Linked DNA regions of Mus musculus: region 1 is linked to region 2. The links are chromatin contacts, called in public promoter capture Hi-C maps. All regions are on one chromosome and are shown on one strand. The core of a region is the stretch at or near the end of the contact, and the rest is flanking DNA. Distances in the headings are between cores, read along the strand shown.

Region 1 (2,939 bases), core at 294-2,793, 1.6 Mb after region 2:
AAAAGACTTGGCACTCCTTGGAACTTGTCTAGCAATCCCTGCCTCTGGCTTCTCTGCTGCCAGTCACATGCCATTTCTGCTTCCAGTCTAGAAACTCTCTATTTTTACTCTGTCTTTATTTTACTCTAGAACTCTCTAGCTGCCTTTCATCACAGTCTTCACTGCTACAGTCTCTAGGCTTGTCTTCTTCATATTACCGGCTCAGCCCACAATACTATTAATATAGGTGGAAAGACTGAGAAATCAAACAATGGGCCTAAAGTTGCACCACAGCTACACATTGCACAGCACAGGAAGGTGTCTCCTGGCTGACTTAAAAGTGAGGAAAGTGAGGGACACAGGAGGCAGAGGCAGGTGGATTTCTGAGTTTGAGGCCAGTCTGGTCTACAGAGTGAGTTCCAGGACACCCAGGGCTATACAGAGAAACACTGTCTCGAGAAAAAAAAAGTGAGGGACACCTGCTTAGAGAGCCAGAATGTTGAGAGAGTAAGCAAGAGTGTTTGCCGTCCTTAGTATAGCCCTTCTTGAAAATGAAGCATTAAATTTGGACTATGGCAAGGTGGATTGTGAAAACAAACTACCATATTTGCACCAATATCAGAGCCGTTGATTATTCAAATGAAGGACCATAGTTTCACCATTCACAGGCAGCTTTTGTTCACCTACCTGGAGACTTGCACCCACTCCAGACTGATGAAAATATCTGGTCAGAGTATGGTGGTAGCACCTTTAATGCCAGCAACTCAGGAGGCAGAGACAGGTGGGGGCCCTGGAGTTTTAGGCCAGGCAAGGCTACACAAACACATCTTCTCTTTTCCTTCCTTCCTTTTTTTCCTTTAAGGGTTTTTTTTTTTTTTTGTTTGTTTGTTTGTTTGTTTTTTTTTTTTTTTTTCCGAGACAGGGTTTCTCTGTATAGCCCTGGCTGTCCTGGAACTCACTCTGTAGACCAGGCTGGCCTCGAACTCAGAAATCTGCCTGCCTCTGCCTCCCGAGTGCTGGGATTAAAGGCGTGCGCCACCACCGCCGAGTTTCTTTAAGGTTCTTATTGGGCATATGATGACCAGAATTATGGCATGAAGTGTTTGAAAAGTTTTGGCTGGAATAGTGCCTTCAGGATCTAGTGTATTCTGGAAAAAAAAAAATGGGAGCAGTGGGGCATTCTCTGGGTGTCTAAATAATTCGGTGAGCACTGGAGAAGTTTGGGCAGCTGCTTTGCTGATGATTCTCTCAGGACATCCAAGCACCTGGAAAAGATTTAACATCTGTCAGTGAAGAAGTTAACTCACCCTGGCACAAATATGTTATTCTAAAGAAAAAAAATAGGCATTAAAAGAGGCATTTATAATTAAAAACCTGTCATTCACATTAATAGTGCTTAAGTACTTAAGCAGTTCTCAGTCAAATGTGGCCAGGGCAGGAAATGTTTGCCCTGGGGGAACTTATCCTGTGACACAGACGGAAGTTACTGGGCGAAACTCAGCAGCCGTGACCAGCGTAGCTTTTAGCCAATAGAAAGCGAAGCCTTCTCGCCTCCCCCAATGACATATTGATAGGGGCGGGTCCAGGAGAGCGGCCTAGTAACGGCCGCGTGGTAACCCAGGCGCCTGGCGTGCGGTAGTTCCTACCACTCCACGCAGGTTGTGTTCCTAGACACTCGGCAAAATGAAGATTGAGGAGGTGAAGAGCACCACGAAGACGCAGCGCATCGCCTCCCACAGCCACGTGAAGGGTCTGGGGCTGGACGAGAGCGGCCTAGCCAAGCAGGCGGCTTCGGGTCTCGTGGGCCAGGAGAACGCGAGAGAGGTGGGCGTGGGGCTTGTGCGCGAGGTGTGGGCGGCGGGACCAGGATCCACTAAGATCTAAGAAGTAAGGATCACACTAGCGAGCAAAGGCTGCATCCTTTGCGGGTCACGGCACGCAAATTAGACCTCACCGGAAACGCAGTGGAAGGCTGTGCGGTTAAGTATAGAATTGACTACGTTTTCAGAGTTGATATGGGTTCTTTGGGCCTGGGAGCTGATCTGTTAAGTGGAGCGGTGAGGACTGTCTGATCTATTCCCCATCCAAGCACTCCAGCTTTTCCAGGTCAGTCTTCCTAAAGTCATGCCAGGTCTTTCTATCGGTTCTGTTTTGCACATGAAGAAGTTAAAGGTGGGTTAGGCCGCTTAACCACCTGCCAGTTTAGCAGTAATGAGGCTGGTATCTCCCTCCCCCTAACCCCCATCAAATCAGTATTCTTCCCATTTCTTCAGCCTCCTCCACTCTGAACTCTGCAGAGGTTCAGTGTCTACAAAAACTTGCTTTTTTACATGTGGTGAAGACTGCTTTCTCAGCCTCTTGCACACAGAAAGTGCCAGCAGCAAAGAGCATCATCTATCCAAAAAGGGAAATGTTTGACCCTAGCATGCTTGCATCTTTTCTTGCAAGCAGGTAGTAGCAGTTTAATGCTTTCTATTGGCCAGGCAGCTTTGAGTCTATTGTTTCTTATTTCATTTCTGTCCATGTGACATTTCTGTGTATGTGACTTCAGAGGCTGCTCTAGACCTGCATCTGCACCCACACCAGCAGCCTCTGGTACTCCATATCTTATCCTTCCTATTCTTTGAATGTTAGCCGGTATTTATTTTTGTTTGTTTTCACGACAGTCTCACTATGTAGCTCTGGCTGTCCTGGGACTCTGTAGACCAGACTGGCCTTGAGTTCACAGGGATCCGACTGCCTCTGCCTCCTGAGTGCTAAGATTAAAGGTGTGGGCCATTACACCTGGCTTCCTTAGCTGATATTTCTTTGTTTCTTTTCCTGTTTGACAAAATGTGCGCAAATGCAGTGCAGTCATGTGACTGCCATGGTGCTCTGGTAGAGGTCAGAGGTTCTTTCCTTCCACTGTGGGATCCAGGGATTGAACTCAGGTCCTCAGGTTTACACTACAAGTGCTTTTC
Region 2 (2,991 bases), core at 407-2,906:
CAGAAATCAAGCCTTTTAAGGAAGGCGAGGAGAACACACCCTGGGCTGAGTTAGGAAGATGTTCCGCAGGTGCTGAGTCTCACCCTTAAGGTGGCTGTAGGATTGTGTGAACTGAGGTGGCAATACTGGCTCTCTCCGGAAGTTAAGATGCTATCTCTCTCCGGAGAGTTATATGACTATGGTACCACATGAAATAAGAAACCGCAATAGCCACCGCCAGCACAGCCGGACTCAATATTCAGATTAACCAAGAGCCATCTTTTTTTGTTCTATTTTTCAAGACAGGGTTTCTCTGCATAGCCCTGGCTGCCCTGGAACTCATTCTGTAACCCAGGTTGTCCTCGAAATCAGAAATCTGCCTGCTTCTGCCTCCCAAGTGCTGGGATTAAAGACGTGAGCCACCACTGCCCAGCAAGACCCATCTTTTTTTATTTCCTGGGGGCCCCCTTCTAGATCTTCCTCAAGTGCCTGAAGTAGAAATTCTGGGATGAACTGCAAGAGGGTAGTTGCATCTTTAAGAAGTGTGGGGAGCTGGTGGAAAAATAACCTATACTCAAAAAAGAGAAAAAACCATGTATTTCTTGGGGGAGAGGGCAGGGGAGGCAGGGATTTGGCACGACAACAACATCTTCTGTGAAGCAATCTAGGAGGAGAGATCTCAATTCCTTTCCAAATCCTTAGCATTTGACAGGTGCCAATCACACAGCCCTGTACTCTATCCGCACCCAAGCGATCCTTAGTAAACACAGCATCTTCTTGCGAAAGATTCTGAAGAGAAAGCAGTAGGTGTGTCTAAAGTTCCCTTTAAAGGCGTGAATATATCTGGTAAGGACCAGGCAAATCTGGGTCGGCAGAGGGCCATGGTTTGGGGTGGAGCCCAAGGATGGATGTAGCCTGGTCCCTAGATGCTCCGTGTACTGGATCTCCCGCAGTTCCTTCTTCGACCCTCAGGCTTCTCAGTTCTCATCGTGGTCGGGGACCGGAAGACACCTGCTTTGTTTCCTTCAGCACCGAGATTCCGCTCGGCTCCCTGCTGGCATCATACCCACTTCTCCCCAGCCCCCAAGCCTTCAGTACCTCCGCTCCCATGACGTCGGGGAACTCCCAAACCCAACTGGGGCGAGGCAGCTAAACCGCGTCCTTCAGGTGTCAGTCCGGACTCCTGTGAAACCACAATTCCCAGAGTGCCTCTGTCCATGAGGCCAAGCCATAGATAAAATGGCTACAGAGAGTGGGACGTGCAGCTGGAAAACTAGTCTCTGGTGACTTTAGCAGATGTACTTAAATACCCGAAGCCTCACTTCTGCACCACTCCACTATCATCTCCAGTCCCTGGAGACGGCGTCCGAAGGTGCGCTCGCTCCCGGGGCATCTTGGGAATTGTAGTCCAGATGCCAGATTACCCCGAACTACTCTTCCCAGGGTGCTCAGCGGCAGGACTACGGCAACGCTCTCTTCCAAGTGTCTCTGTCCCGAGTTCCACTGCTCTGGTTCCCTTCTTGCCATCGGTTTCTTTCGCTCTGTAGCTATAGCTGGTGCACCTGAGACGGCCCCTGAGAAGGGGCTGTGCGGCCCTGAGAAGCACTTCCGGTGGCAGGTCACTTCCGGGTGGGTGGTCGGAGCCGACGGGCGCGCGCGCGGGGGAGGGGCGGCCTCAGCGCGGCGCTCGGGGATCAGCTGGCGGGCGGGCGGGCGCCGAAGCGGCCCCGGCTCTGCGGCAGCGCCGCCTCCTTCGTGTCGCAGGCCGGCGGCCGTGGCCATGTCGCGGGGCTGGTAGCTGGGCTCGCCGCCGAGCGGCCGCTAGTGGGTGTCCGGGGCCCGGGGCGGGGGTCCGGGCAGGGGTCCGGTGCGTTTCCAGGGCTTTCCCGAAGAAAATGCACGCAGCGTTTCCTCTGGATGACGGCCTGTGCTTTCCCTAGGACCCGGCAGTTAGGCTCTGGAGTGTGTTACTGATTCATCCTCTCTCTGCCTCTGTCATCGCAGGTTTAAACTTAAACGATCGCTCCCCGAGGAGGAGGGGACCCGCCGCGCGATTGACAGTCTATTCCTGCAGGCGCCGTCCCTCAGCCCCCACCCCACGGCCGGATTCCCGGGGCTCTGCTCAGGGCTGAAACCGGAGAAGAAATCCTTAGATCTCTTTTCTTTACAACAAATACGAACCTAGAAACCATCGGCATTTTGCCTTGGCATTTCATATTGGAAAGATGAAGAAGTTTTTCGACTCCAGGCGGGAGCAGGGGAGCTCTGGCCTGGGTTCAGGCTCCAGCGGAGGAGGGGGCAGCAGCTCAGGCCTGGGCAGTGGTTACATCGGAAGGGTCTTCGGCATCGGGAGGCAGCAGGTCACCGTGGACGAGGTGTTGGCGGAAGGTATGTTGGGAAGCCAGTGCGCGGTGAATTAATCTCGTGTGCTGATGTGGCAAGACTCTGGTTTCTAGTTGTATGAATGGGTTTTGACCAACTGACCCTCCCTTCCCCCTCTGCACTTTCCTTGCGAGTCATTGTCCTTGAGAGAATTAAAACTCAGACTGGGAATTGACAGGGCTTGGGGGGGCAGTATTGCCCAAATAGTTTACCTCAGTGGCCTTTCATTTGGGTGGGTGGGGGGAGCGCGTGGAGAAATCTCTTCCTTTGACCGAATTATTCGGATCCTATGTGTGAAGTATAAGTGAAATGCAGGGTGGTGGTCTTGCCATTTCCCTGAAACTTTAAATTCTGATGCGGAGGCTGAAGGGTGGGGATGGGGAGAGATCTTAAAGGAGAGGGGGGCTTCTCCCACCTAACTTTCCTATTTCTTTAAGTAGGTAGCCAAAGAGGATTTCTCTGGGGACAGGAATGCATTTTTTGGTGTTTTGGTTAGGTTTGTTTCTTTACCCAACTGCAGTGAGGTCCCCAGGATGTGGCTAAGATAAAATCATAAGCGAATGAGATGGTTTTGAACTCAGACGCCTAGGCCTCTTTTCTCCTTTTAGTTTCTATTAAGAATGACTTAGG

Evidence for each region. Promoter capture Hi-C pulls out the DNA fragments that hold promoters and counts their contacts.
Region 1: a promoter capture Hi-C map of pre-B cells shows a contact between it and region 2, with 4 times the contacts expected there. The contact joins the promoter of Ruvbl1 here to the promoter of Aak1 in region 2. A contact is called at or near these places in 3 of 39 promoter capture datasets (liver, neutrophils and pre-B cells).

Annotation. Positions count from the first base shown.
Region 1 is chr6:88,463,866-88,466,804 of GRCm38.p6, forward strand. Ruvbl1 (RuvB-like protein 1) reads left to right here and starts at 1,544. Exons shown (of 11, transcript NM_019685.3): 1 at 1,544-1,803. The coding sequence starts at 1,663.
Region 2 is chr6:86,847,849-86,850,839 of GRCm38.p6, forward strand. Aak1 (AP2 associated kinase 1) reads left to right here and starts at 1,657. Exons shown (of 16, transcript NM_001378654.1): 1 at 1,657-2,367. The coding sequence starts at 2,205. 2610306M01Rik (RIKEN cDNA 2610306M01 gene) reads right to left here and starts at 1,592. Exons shown (of 1, transcript NR_028298.1): 1 at 559-1,592.